2 separate regions of the Alosa sapidissima genome follow, and region 1 is linked to region 2. The links are chromatin contacts, called in public Hi-C maps. All regions are on one chromosome and are shown on one strand. The core of a region is the stretch at or near the end of the contact, and the rest is flanking DNA. Distances in the headings are between cores, read along the strand shown.

Region 1 (6,481 bases), core at 502-3,001, 160 kb before region 2:
AATCTGCAGATCTCTCTGACTGTTGTATCTTAAAAGTATAATCTTACATCTCAAGCTCGCCCCTGAGCCTCTGATGTCATTTTACCCACACCGTTGTTTGAGAAGTCCTTGGGGGAACGTCGTCAAAGAAAGTGAGAAATCAAAGCCACCAAAATGGGATTAGTCCTTTTCCTTGACCCTCCCATAAAGGGCTGCACACATCACTGAGGATCCATTCAGACTCCATGCACACTATAGAGGAGGATTACACAAGCCCATATTCCCATGTTAGAAAGGGGAGCTTAATTTCATTCAAGTCACTTCCTCATGGGGCCTGGGCTGTCAGCTTTCAAGCCTGGCGATTCAGGCAGCGCATTCATCAGCCGGCCATTCCCACATCACCCAGAATGCAGCGCTTGATAATCTCCTTCCTTGGCCACATGACTCCACTGTGCTATACAGTGTAGCATGTGGCGGTCATGCATTTATTCTGACCAGTATGCACATACTGTATGTGAACCTGGCCAGCCAGGCAAAGTGCACACAGCTCCCACATCTTCAAATAGTCCAACGTTATGCTGGGAGCAGTGACCCCCAAGACTGTAGCCTACTCAAAGGCATCTGATGTCAGTGTCACAGTAGGCTATAGATGTTGAGAGGGACAAGATAAAAGGGGAGAAACCTGCCTATTCATGTAATAGGCACAGCCCAAAAATATGAGTTTACAGTATGAAAACAGCAAACCTGAGTGTTTGTCAAGTCTAGGCCAGTCCAATAGCGTAATCCACTTTCTTTTGATTTGCCCCATAAAACACTGTCCGGAGCAATTGCAGCAGAAAACCCGATGCAATTGCAGCAGAATTTAATAGAGTGCAGTGTTTATGTTACTGTGGAGTTGCGTACTGGCTGGCAAGCATAGCAAATGCGGCAATCCATATCATGTGGCAGTAGCATTCACTTCGGATGCAGTGTTGGGATTGGGGGGGGGGGTCGTCTGCAAGCGATTGTCTGCCCCCACCCCCCTGAGGAATCCATAAAACACTCCTATTGTTGAAAAAGGCAGCAGCCGCCGCATGTAGGCTATACTCTGCAGACAGAACATCACAGAGCAACCTGAAACACAGCACAGTGTGGTGGTTAAAAGTTACTGTAGACTCCAGGAGCAGCATGTCTGGGTGCAATTAAAATCATTGTCTGGCTGCTTGCAATTAGGACACAATCAGCTACTAGGCTACAGTTTAGAAAATGAGCTCTGCCATATTTTCTGGCATGCATTTACAGAGTTTCACGGGGATAAATTGCTTTTACTGACTACGCACTAATAAGATGCATTCATAAGATACTCGCTTCGGAATGAACACTGTAATTAGGTCCCCACGCGTTGCTGACAAACCACTTCCATCCCATTTCCGACAGTCTACTTAAAAGGGGATTGCAGTTACTAAAATATGAACTAACTTATATCATTAATAGGCTACTTTCGGAGTGCGTTACATTGTAACAAAGAGTTTGAGGAGTTCATTGTATTTTCTATTGATTGTAGCCTAGTTCTAAGGTCGCTTTGCAGCATTGAAAGACCACGTGTACGGTTTCAGCCCACCAATGAGATTGATGGTGTCGACGTCGAATTGAGCACCACAGATCTGTTTTCATAAAATAACTAGTCCAATCCGAGCGGCGAAGAGGAGGTGTCGAGAGTGGTAGGCGTGTCGCTTGCCTCAAGTTCAGTTTGCCTGCAGTTGTGTGATTAATTTCCCAAACTTTCGCGAACTTCGCTTCAGACCGTACTTGCTTTGCCAGCGCGCACGTCCTCCACACTTTTCAATCCTTCGAGTCATTAACATGCATGGCATCCATGCTCTTGAGTTTATTGTGTCTTCAGTGCTACTATGCATCGGATTGAGGGCAATGGCAGGTAAGGCTTAGCACAATAGTAACACCTGCATATGTAACGAAACTGCATCAGACATCTTCCTGATGTTGCGTGCATGCAAATATTAGTAATAGACAATCTATCACTGTTTTATTACGACTTGTTACGAGATATTTTTCCCTGTAGCCTGCTAGTCTTGTACGTGCAGGCAGCTTCAGAGTCAGTGAACAGACTGCGCTGTGACCGGCCGGCATGACTGTTTATTTCTGTGAATATTTTAAACTAAGCCACTTCTCTGTCCGATGAGCAGTTTTCCTCCAGGATCACCCTAAGATTTGGTAACCCAAAGCGTTGTTTTTTTTGTCAAACATAAGTGAAAAGCAGCCAGGGTTGCTTGCACACTGCAGTAAAGATGCATCACTCATACAGGGAAAGTTACTCCAAAACCACTGCTTAGAAATTTTGCTGGCAACAGATCATCATATTTTCATCCACGTTTCCCCCCCCCCACAAACAAACTAGGTTGTTTTGTCTTCTGCCTTGGCCCCTTCTTCCCCTTCCCTTCCCCTCCCCCTCCCCCCCTCCACAGCACAGTCTGGGTCTGAGACAGATCTGGTGGTCCCCTATGAGTTAAACGGAGAGGAGGTTCACCTTCTGCAGGAAGCACTGGGGCGGAGTGGGCTCAGGAGCCAGCGTTCAGTCCAACATCCAACAAGTCTGCGGGACAACTTGTTCCTCTCCTTGCCGGCGTTTGGACAGGAGCTGTACCTGCAGCTCCGAAGGGACGACTCCTTTATATCCGATGGCTTTGTCGTGGAAGAGCGTGCGGAGGATGGGACCACCGTACGGCAGGCGCCCGCCCTGGAGACGAGCCGGGGCTGCTTCTACACCGGATCAGTCCTCAACCACACCAACTCCTTCGCGTCTGTCAGCACGTGTGGTGGTCTGGTAAATACACTTGCGTTCATGTGGTCTGCCCAGTGTTGAGTTGTGTGTGACGAGCCACATTGCATGGGATGGACGTGTGTGTGTGGGTGGGGTGGAGGGTCCAGAATCTTGCGTAAGTGTGAATTTTGTCCTGTCAAAATGTCCTAAGTGTAACTTTAAGGTGTTGATGCACAATGCATGTGTTCATGTACATGCACAGGCGCACACACACACACACACACACACACACACAGACCAAAGCTCTGCACGTACACACAGACTTGTAGCACATCTGACACAGAAAAGGTGTCACACTGACCTAGATTTAGTCAGTCTGACCAGAGATGCGCAGGTCTTGGCCTTGCTGTGTACAGCGGTGTGGCTGATGTTTGGCTAGACTGCCACGGCAGCGGCGGACGGTGGGGGTGAGTTGGATGTCCTCTCTCCTCCCCAAGGGGAGCGTGAGAGCGAGCGAGCGAGCGTCTGCTGGCTCAGGGCCAAGCTGAGGTCAGTCCTTCTCCCTCGCTGCATTCTCCTCGCTGTCGCTGCCCAATCCGTCAACCCGGCTGAAGGGGATGAGTAGCACCATTGTGACAGACGGACAGGCAGTCAGGCGGCTGATTTGTTGGGTCCTGCTCAAGGAGAGTTAAGAAGTCAGGGTGAGGATAGGGTTGCTCTGCCCACCTCCTTCTATTCAGTCATTTCCCCCCCCCCCCCGCGCCCCCCCTCCCGCAAAACCCCCTAAATCTGGTCCTTCCCAGCTTCTCGTTTGTGTGGACGTTGTGTGGATGATCAGACAATTGAGTTGTGAGTTATTTGTCTCCTTCTTGGCTTGTGTTTTGGAATTCCCGTGGTGTGCTGGACTGGAATTGCGCTAGAATGTGTTGCGGTACAGTACTGTCAGGCGAGACTGTCACTTCCATTCACGCATCTCGCACGCCGTGTGAGAGCCTGCGCCTTTAGTTTGGACGGTGAAAGACCGTATTATTTCAGCTTTAAAGCAGTGGCCTCCTACTATGTCTCAAAAGCCTCTCTCCCTTCAAAAGTCACTCTGGGAAGAGTATAACTATCTGGAAAATGAGGTCATGATGCTTGTAGAAATTGTATTCCTGTCTGTCTGGAAGTGCACCAAGTCACGATCACTCACACTGTGGCACAGGCTCAGCTGCAGTCTCAGATGTGCGCAGCCTCCTCAAGCAATCTGAATACCCACTGTGAGTTTGGTCTCGGTTGATTCATAGCTATCTGTACTTATACTGTTACTTATCAGGCTCCGAGGATACCACCTGCCGTTTTCACCTTGGTCACTTGCCCAATGGAATGAAATGTAGGTCAGAATTGAGAACAGTTGAAGCGTGACCTGTGAATCACAACGGTGGCACTTAGAGACAGTTTTATTTGTGCTGTTAAATCACTTGGTTGTATTTGGCTGACGCTCAGTTCAAACAAAACCCCTCATAGCTGAGCTCCGTTGGGGGGAAGGCCCAATCTGATCGTATGCGTGTCTGCGGGCACTTTCAGCAGAGAAGGCTGGCGACTAAGTGGGGCCTAATTGCCTGACTCAGGAGGATTCCAGACAATGTCTTCTTAGTAGTCACTCGGCAACCGAAAACCGTGCTATCACACCTGTTGTTCGGAGGGTTAGTCTAACCTCGGGCCACTCTATTTCATGACCGCAAGTCCAGCTCCATCAATGATGTTAAGTAGTGTTTGCTCACTTAGGTACTAATACTCCACACTGCATCTGGACACTTCTCATCTGTGAGAAATGTGTGTTTTGTCTGAGTCGTGTAGTGTGCTACAGGTTAATGCTAGTTATTATGCAACAGGAGTCCGCTTTTGTACCGTCTTTGTCATTATCTCTTATTCACCCAAAGACCATTCACCCTCACAGTCTGTGCTAGGCAGCCTATTTGGAGGTTGGGATTGTCTTCGAGTGGAAATTGCATGTATTTATACAGATGCTTTTGATTGTTGTCGAGTTTTTTTAATCCCAGCATGTCCCCGCGGTGACCTGAGAAGTGACTGCATGGCAACCATTGTTGACTGCACCGAGACAGTTGGTTCATTTATTTAAATAGATTTCCTGGCTGAGTGATTGGGCTTTGCCCACGGGCGAAGTGCCTGGGGCCCGGGGAAAGGAAAGAGACCAATCTCATGCTCGGCTTTTCCCCAGGCACTCTGACATTTATTTAGTCAAGTCTGCGCAGAGATGGAGCTGGGGGGGGGGGGGGGGGGCTCCTCTGCTGGTGTGGGGTGTGTGTCACCGAGTGCCAAGACATGTCACTCATGACTGCAGTCTAGATCTTCCATTCCTTCGGAGGTTGACAGTGTGTGAGGAATCAGAGCAGCTCTGCTAAGTGTTCTGATAAGTGTGATTTTAAAAAGTTTTGATTGATTAATGTCAAGGGAAACTAGCATCGTGTGGCCTTTATTTTTCAGATTTTTTTTGGAAATCCCATTATTATTTCAGTGTGACTGGCGAAACATTGGAGATGAAATAACACTCTTTTTTTCTAAGCTGTTGCCATGGTAATGATATTTTGGGCAAAGTTTGTCACTATTGATGTAGGCCAACAAATGGTACTGAAAAGATGCCCAGCAGAGTATATAGTGTTAACCCAATTTCAGCTATGTCTTTTTTGGGTCAGTTTTATTCTGTCAAAATGAGCGCATTTTCCAGTATCTTATAATGTTACTCATATATAGAAATAGGATAACTCAACATGCATGTTCAGAGTAATTGTGTATATTTTAGGACTGCGTTCTATTTGCAGGTTTTGGCCAAAGCCATCAAGTTTACCAGTGGTCTTCTCTTGCTGTCAGTCTTTCAGTCTGACTGGCTCAGCAGACCTGTTCACTCAGTCGTTGATAGCTAGTGTGATGATTGAAACTCCTGTCCGGTAGTGTGCTGAGTCAGGCTTTGATGAAACATGGGGAGTCCTCCCTGCGATGAAGAATCATCTCCTGGGTTTACTGCTCTCTTGACTGGAACTCCACGGGGCTCTCGCTGTTAAGTACGTTAAAAAGGGTCTCAAAGTCGGAGAGGACTGGACAAGGCCATGTCTTATTTACGGTACTCGAGAGACCCCATGATGAATGGACTACTCTTTTGCTTTTAAAAGGTACTAACAAATCCTGTGTGAGAGCTGGGCTCCTGGGATGGATGGCACACATCCTTGGGAGGCCTGGTGGAATAGCGCTGATTTATTTTTAGGTGCTTGTCACTCCATAACCAACTTCTGAGTGAATGGAAAGGGCCATGGGTGTGTCTGGGAGTGTTTTAGTCGTTCCTGTTCGAGTGCATTTAGGGATCCAGGGTAAGCACCAACACCATGACAGATCACCATTCACATAAGTGCATGTTTAGCCCCCGCAGCAGAGAGGAGAGGGTCTGTTTTGCTTTCCTTGTTGATGACGGGTCCCCTATCTCTTTTGTGCAGACGGGCCTGGTGCAGACGGGCGATGACAGCTTGTTTATTGAACCAGTCAACATCGCGGACGACTCTTTCTCCGGGACGGAGCACAAGGTCACCCGGCACAAACGATCCACCAGAGCCAGCCCATCCCCCACCGACAACCAACCACACTACTGTGACCCCGTGCAAGGTGAGCGTATTACCTGTGTCAGGTTAAAGCAGAAGAACCACAGGGGATCAGCCAAATTGATTCTCATGAGCCAGCCAACAGGGGATAAAATGT
Region 2 (6,637 bases), core at 698-3,197:
TTGTTATGATGTTGTTAATGGTGATGACATGTGTTAGCATAAGCATGTGAAGATTATCGCTTGTTCAAATTACCACAGTTCAGCAGGTCAACAAACATCAACAAACATCACGAAATGCAACAGAAAACAGAAAAAGGAAAGGATTTTAAATGTTCGCTTTGCGGATGGGTGGATATTCAAAAACAGCTTTATTGACATAATTGTCAATTTAGCCTACTGTATTGTGCAACGAAATGTAACATCTAAATGCATTGATTTTGTAAAAAAGTTCCTTGTGTACGCAAAAGAAAAACTATCACCATGCCCCAGTCAGAAACTTGACAGCTGCAGCTATGGAGCCTGATTAGTGTCACGAGCAGCGAATGCTGCAGCACATGCATGCAAGTGGAGACTTTCTTCTTCCATTTTTACCTTTTGAGAGGCAACACGAGACTGGCGAACCTTCTCTTGATCAGTCAAAGCGGCAACCCGTTTCTTTATTTCTTTTCTCAAAGCCTGCTTGGCTGCTCGTAGTGCGGCCATGCTGCTGTCAAACTCCCCAAGGGCCGCCGTCGTGGATGTCAGCTCTCCGAAACTCCGGATGTAAATGGAAGAGGCTAGACTGTGGAAGAAGAGGCTAGACTGGACATAAGATTAATGCAATGTCACTGCTCACACAGCAGCCTCTGAGGTTGATCAACACATAGGCTAGTATCTGATCTTACCACATGTTCGTCTAACCCCCCCTCCTCCTCATAACCACATTGGATAGCACAGTGGGCGTGTCTTTCAGCCTACGTCTGTTTTTCTACTGTACTTCCGTTTTAGTAATCAACAGGGAAAGACGCTTGTGCGACGAAGTATTAATTTATAGGCTAGACGCCGGTCTACAATAGTGTAGTAGAGCCCCAAGTAAAAGTTAGGATGTAGGCTAATATTCTTTATGATATAGTCTAAAAACTATTTGGTTCAGAGGAACACCGCGAAATGTATCAGATGTGAATCTCATTTCCTCATATTTGTATAAAACAATATTACTGATAATATGATCAAAGTAAACATATTATTGTTATTGTCTTAACATGACGTATGATTGCTCAACAAAACAATCGTTGTCTGTCCATTTATTGCGTCATCGTCAAGATTACAGTGGGGGTTGGAGTGACAAAAAGTAACAAACAGACTGTTTCTGGGTGGGGGTAGGGAGCAGAGGGAAAACAACCACCCTCTAACACCCTATACGGTTTCCGTCAAAATTCTTTAAACCTACAGACATATTTTCCGAATTTTAAGCACCTCAAAAAGTTGGAAGAAGCCGTCTTAAACTATTCAGGCGTCGGAGAGGTAAGTCGAGACAACTTGTCAAGAAGTTACTTAGCAAGCTAGCATTAGCTTATTGAATTGCTTCTGGGCAGTGTCACCGAAACCTCCAGGAAAACTGACCTATATAAAATATATCGGACACGAAATTACTTATTTGTCATGAACATACCTTTGACAGATATGTGCAAATCATTATTTTAATTTTCAAATCGAAGTTCAACGTCAAATATTGTATTTTTTTTTTACAATACTGTCAGGGATTTGCAGTAGCCTAGTCTCGAAGGGGAAGTTCGCATAATTAAACTGTGTGGTTGGTGAGAGAGATGTTTTCATAACTTGATGGTTATTGAAAGGACGCACTGGGTACGAATATTGGCATATAACTTTAGATGTCACCAGATGTTTTTGGGTAATGTTAGCCTGTTTCATGACGGACAGAGGTGGTAAACTAGCTTAGCCAGCTTAACACCACGACAGATGTCTTTAAATGGCTGTCGACAAATGCGTTAGCAGCTAAGTTTGACAGAATTCGAACCAAAGTCTTGTAGCCTTAATCCCTGACAATGGTTAATTTGTTGCTTTTGCTGAACGCTGTTACAGTAGCCGTGAAACATTGGTTCCCCCCTGATATGATTAACCTCAGTGTTCCAATTGTCATGTCTTTTTAAATGTTGAAGAAAAAAAGAATGTGTGATTGGCTTTACGTTTGTTCAATGGTGATGTGGAAATGGGCGTGATTATAGGCGCGCATCCAATGACAGAACAGTAGGTGTTTACTTTGAGAATTAGATGGTGGTATTTTCTGCTTATGATGTCGGGCTTTATCTGGTGGCACAGACACGAAGAAAGAAAGGTGTAGCAAAGGGGGATTTGGGACAATCTTGAGGTACGTCGGATTCAAAGTTACATTTATTTCACGTGGGAGCAGGTAGAAAGACCGCATAGACACTTATCTGACATTCGATGGTGTCTAAATATGTTCTCTCATCTTAAAATGGTTCAAACATTTGAACAAAAGGACACTGTTTAGACAGGAAATACAAGAGGAATACAACAGCTAGTGTTTTCGCTAACACGACAGCATACCATGAATATTCTTACATTTGTGTAATAATAATGTAAGTAAAGGTGTTGAAAGCATCGAAACATTCATCTGAGTCCCAATTGCTTGGTGTGTAGACAAGCTAGTTTTGTTAAAGGTCAATTGGTTTACTGAAAATATCTCCAGTCCTAGCAAATGAGACAGGGGGGTAGTGAAAGCTATTTTTAAAGGCTGTGCGATAGTGCAATGTCCTCAATCATATTCAGTAGGCTATAATAATACTACTAATAAGAAGAAGAAGAATGCACAGTGGGAGGAGGAATAAGACCCATGCTGTCTCATTTGAATGACCCATTGAACTACTGATCTGCTTGTTATTTTTTGATGGGTAAATGAAAACAATTATGTCTGACATCAAGCTGCCTGCAGAGCTGTCACTTTGTGTTGTCTGGCAGCTTGTTACCTCAGAAACTTCAGCTTTCCCCCTACTGACAGGTCAGTGTCCTTTACATAAAGTGACACATGTGCATCACATGAAGAAATATTAGTAGAATGAATCTATCAAGCCTACAATTTCCCTGGTATCGGCTTTGAAGTAGTCTGAATTATGTAATCTGGAAAAATATCTGGGTTATTACATTTAAAAAAAAAAAAAAAGACTATGTGTACTGAATATATCTATCAGTATCTATGGTTTTGCACTAGCTGTATCCTATCAGAACACTTGGTGCTTTAATACTGATTCAAAATCAAGGATATTATAAATTAGGCTAACTATACCTAGCTGTCATACATCCTTAATTCATTTTCACCCATAATAGGTTATGGTGATATATGGAGCATTAGGCCTAGTCCTCCCCAGAAGGTTGGAGTTCAGATGGTTTGGGTTAGGGTTAGGCTTTTGTTTATTCCACACAATGTTTCTAAAGGCCTACTGTTACAATAGTGTGAGGTACTCTCTTTTGAGAGTGGGTGAACCATTCATGTTTGTTTTGACCCAAGTTGTAAGCTGTCCAAGTTCATACACTGCTCCATCTAAAACCAAACTATGGACTAGAATAGAAAGCAGTTCTGGCATTTGTCTGTTTGTGCAGGTCTGCTTGTGGATACCTACCTTCATAAAGACACAGAGTTAAATACCCTGGGAACAAGTATACCAATAACAATGGATAGCATACCGGTACCTACTTTGCAGTCTGCACTATTGTGTAAAACATTGGTTAAATTAGTACACTAAATTTCTAAAGCCTGAGCCCATTCTCTTTTGAAGCAATAGGAAAAGGAACCTGCACTGTCTAAATAATAATCTAATTTTGACTACCTTCGCTACAAAGCTCAGTTGCCACATCATCATGTGAGTAGTTTTCTTTAAGGTGTGAGGAAGAGGATGAGGAGGATGTTTTTCATTGGACATTTACATGTCAGTTATTCATTCAGTTATCGTTTCATGTTGAAGAAGAAGTTGGTGGAGCAGGTCTGCTGCAGAGCTTGCTCTGTTTGCTCCCTACTGGTATTGACTGCAGTTCCTCAGAATAGATTAAATCAGAGTCTTCTTTTGAGACCACTGTTGAGATACATTTGTGTGTAAGTGTTGCTCAATGAGACTCTTTCATGACACAAGTGAGAGCTGGGAAAGCATGAGTAACATGAATGATGACGGGTAATGATGACCAAATTTTGGGTAAACTTTTACAACGAGAAGTGTGGAATTATTATGTAGCTACATACTGGCCCTGTAAGTCTGTAAGGTTGTTACAGGCCAGTCCCACTGGTTTTACAGTAGACTGCATTTGGCCTGCAGAGAGGCTTACTTTACATACATTCAATATGGGACAAAAAGGAGCCTGTTCTACATACCCTACGGCCAGCGCCATTAATCAGTATGTTGTTTAATTGGCCGTGTGTCACAGCCACAATGCCAGAGGCAGAGACAAGAAGCATTGCAGAAGTTAACTTAGCACCCTCAGTCCTACATTTTATTGTTATTGAGGCGTTACATATTGTGAGTGTGTGTGTGAGTGTGTGCTCTGGTTGGCATAGAGTGTGTGTGTGAGTGTGTGCTCTGGTTGGCATTAAGTACACTCACCAGTGATACTGTTTGGGAAATGTTGTTTGTGTGTGTGTGTGTGTGTGTGTGTGTGTGTGTGTGTGTGTGTGTGTGTGGGGAGCTGTAGCCAACTCGTGTTTATATATGAGTGAGTAGGCTATAGGCACTTTTCTTTTCCTCTGTATCATTAAACAGATTTTAGTCATTTTTATCCAGCTTTTATGTACTTTTTCTTTACAGGAACAATTAGAGCTGTTTTGAAGTTTAGATTAAAGATTGACTCAGTGAGGCCTCCTCTACCGTGCCCTCCCCCAACCTACTGATAACGGGCTTATGATCATGTTAGCTCGGCTGCTCTCTCTGGTTTGTTTTGCACAGCATGGATCCAAATGGGTTTGGTTCAATTGGCATGAGAAAAATCTTAATGCGATGATGTCTCTCTCTCGCGCGCACGCTCACTCTTTCGCTCTCTTGCCTGCCCTGGTTCCCAAACTTGCGTGGTATTTATTTTTGTTAATTGTGAAGCTAATATCAAGACAAACTTGTTATTATGGTGTAGCAGGTTAAACTGAAAATTGATAACCTTTAAGAGATCTCCTGAGGTTGGGGTCATGCAAGTACAGACTGGCCAATAACAGTCAGTCTTTTGCGGGAACAGTGTAGGGTTTGGTGAAGTGTTGCTGATGAAGAATATTCTTAGCTTCATGCTTTTGGAGATGAATAAATCCAGATTAAACATTAGCTACAGATTTTTTGCTGATCTCCAAAAGTACAGCACTGACTGCACTAATACATATCTTGATTGAAGTTGGCACCACTCAGAGAGGAAAGTACTTCTTTACGCTGAAGTAGAGGCTTGACAAATCCAGCCTGATCTATGTAATCTAGCCCTGTAATCCATGTAACAGTTTATGCTGCCTCCCCCTCGCCGTTGTTTCCAGCATGTCACAACGCTCTAACTTTTGTGAACTTCAGTCTCCAGGTGCGGTCATCCCACAGTGGCAGAGTGTGTTCTTTCATTGATTCTCTGGCAGCCTCCAACTTTCTCTCTCTCTGACCAAAGATGACCTTCAGAGATTATGTCAAGGCTACGGCTGGACTAGTTCCCCTGTGACTAAAAGTTGAAGGCATTAATGGGGGGAGATATTGAATATGGTTTTGTTTTCTAAGCCTTGCTTTCAGATGCGTGCAGCTCAGCTCAAGTTGTCCTGGGAGACCATTTCATGTTATCCTAGCCCAGATCTCCCAGCAGCCCCCCCCCCCGTGCTAGAAATGCCCACCTGTGTCGCCTCTGTACCCGGACAGAGATGAAGTGAAGCCAGGTTCCTGATTTCTTATCAGTAGTCCCCTAGGCAAGACAGCGCAGCTTGGTTGGATTGAGGCTGTTGTGGAGCCCTCTTTGCATTTCCATTTGCCCCCAGCAGAAAGTCCAGATTAATCCCTCACCCCCCAACCCCCATGTCCTCCTGCTCGGAGAGGGAATGGCTGAGCACACTGGGTCAGATGCCCTCCTTAGTCCGAATGCTCTTACATCACAGCGGAGATCAGTGTCTCTGACACGCAGCCCAGCCAGGCCTCACTGGACACTAACACCACTAGAATGTTTGTTTATTTGTTTTGTATTCACTTTGTTTACCTTACAACAAATGCTAAATTAATGGGCATGAAGATAATTGGCAACTGAATGTGCCACTAGGGTCAGGAGTGCATTTCAAAGTCTTACAGAGGGCACTCTTCCATCCTACTGCCAGGGAGAGAAATAAGTCACTATTTTTAGCAATGATCGTATGGCTGTGTGGATATTTCCAGTCTTAATGTCTTATTGAGCTGTGTATTCCCCCTCATTAAAGCTCTCCACCAGCTCTCTGTGTAGACCACTCCACACTCACAGAGAGCCAAAGCCCTCTCATTCAGTGTTGAACCGTCAAATTGTCTTCTCTCTGAGGCTTTTAAGGGATAGAGAGGGGCCTGTAGGCCTGACAGAGATGGGCTTTGGGATGAGTTATACTGACAGGAAACTGACAGCTTCAGCTGTGACTGAGGCTCATAAGATTAGTATTTCCTCTTCCTTTTAGTGGCAGCATGTGTACTCCCCAGAAGTCAGAGAGTTAGGGACTCCGGTGACTCTAGGCTATTATCACTTTAACAGTTTACTAGTTAGGCTGATAAACAATAGAAAATCCCATGCCATCACCAGAATTTAAATACAAAAATTAAAGTGCAGTTAGTGTTTTTCGCTTGTTATG

The links. Hi-C and Micro-C count contacts between places; a contact is called where the count stands out from the background.
Region 1: a contact with region 2 is called in a Hi-C map of muscle, with 3 times the contacts expected there. The contact joins the promoter of adamts17 here to the promoter of mthfs in region 2. A contact is called at or near these places in 2 of 2 Hi-C or Micro-C datasets (both in muscle).

The regions. Positions count from the first base shown.
Region 1 is chr14:18,631,448-18,637,928 of fAloSap1.pri, reverse strand. It overlaps adamts17 (A disintegrin and metalloproteinase with thrombospondin motifs 17), which reads left to right and starts at 1,751. Exons shown (of 23, transcript XM_042062347.1): 1 at 1,751-1,894; 2 at 2,442-2,800; 3 at 6,223-6,388. The coding sequence starts at 1,822.
Region 2 is chr14:18,467,360-18,473,996 of fAloSap1.pri, reverse strand. It overlaps mthfs (5,10-methenyltetrahydrofolate synthetase (5-formyltetrahydrofolate cyclo-ligase)), which reads right to left and starts at 1,947. Exons shown (of 4, transcript XM_042061107.1): 1 at 1,865-1,947; 2 at 412-621. The coding sequence starts at 522. zfand6 (AN1-type zinc finger protein 6) reads left to right here and starts at 835. Exons shown (of 7, transcript XM_042061105.1): 1 at 835-1,323.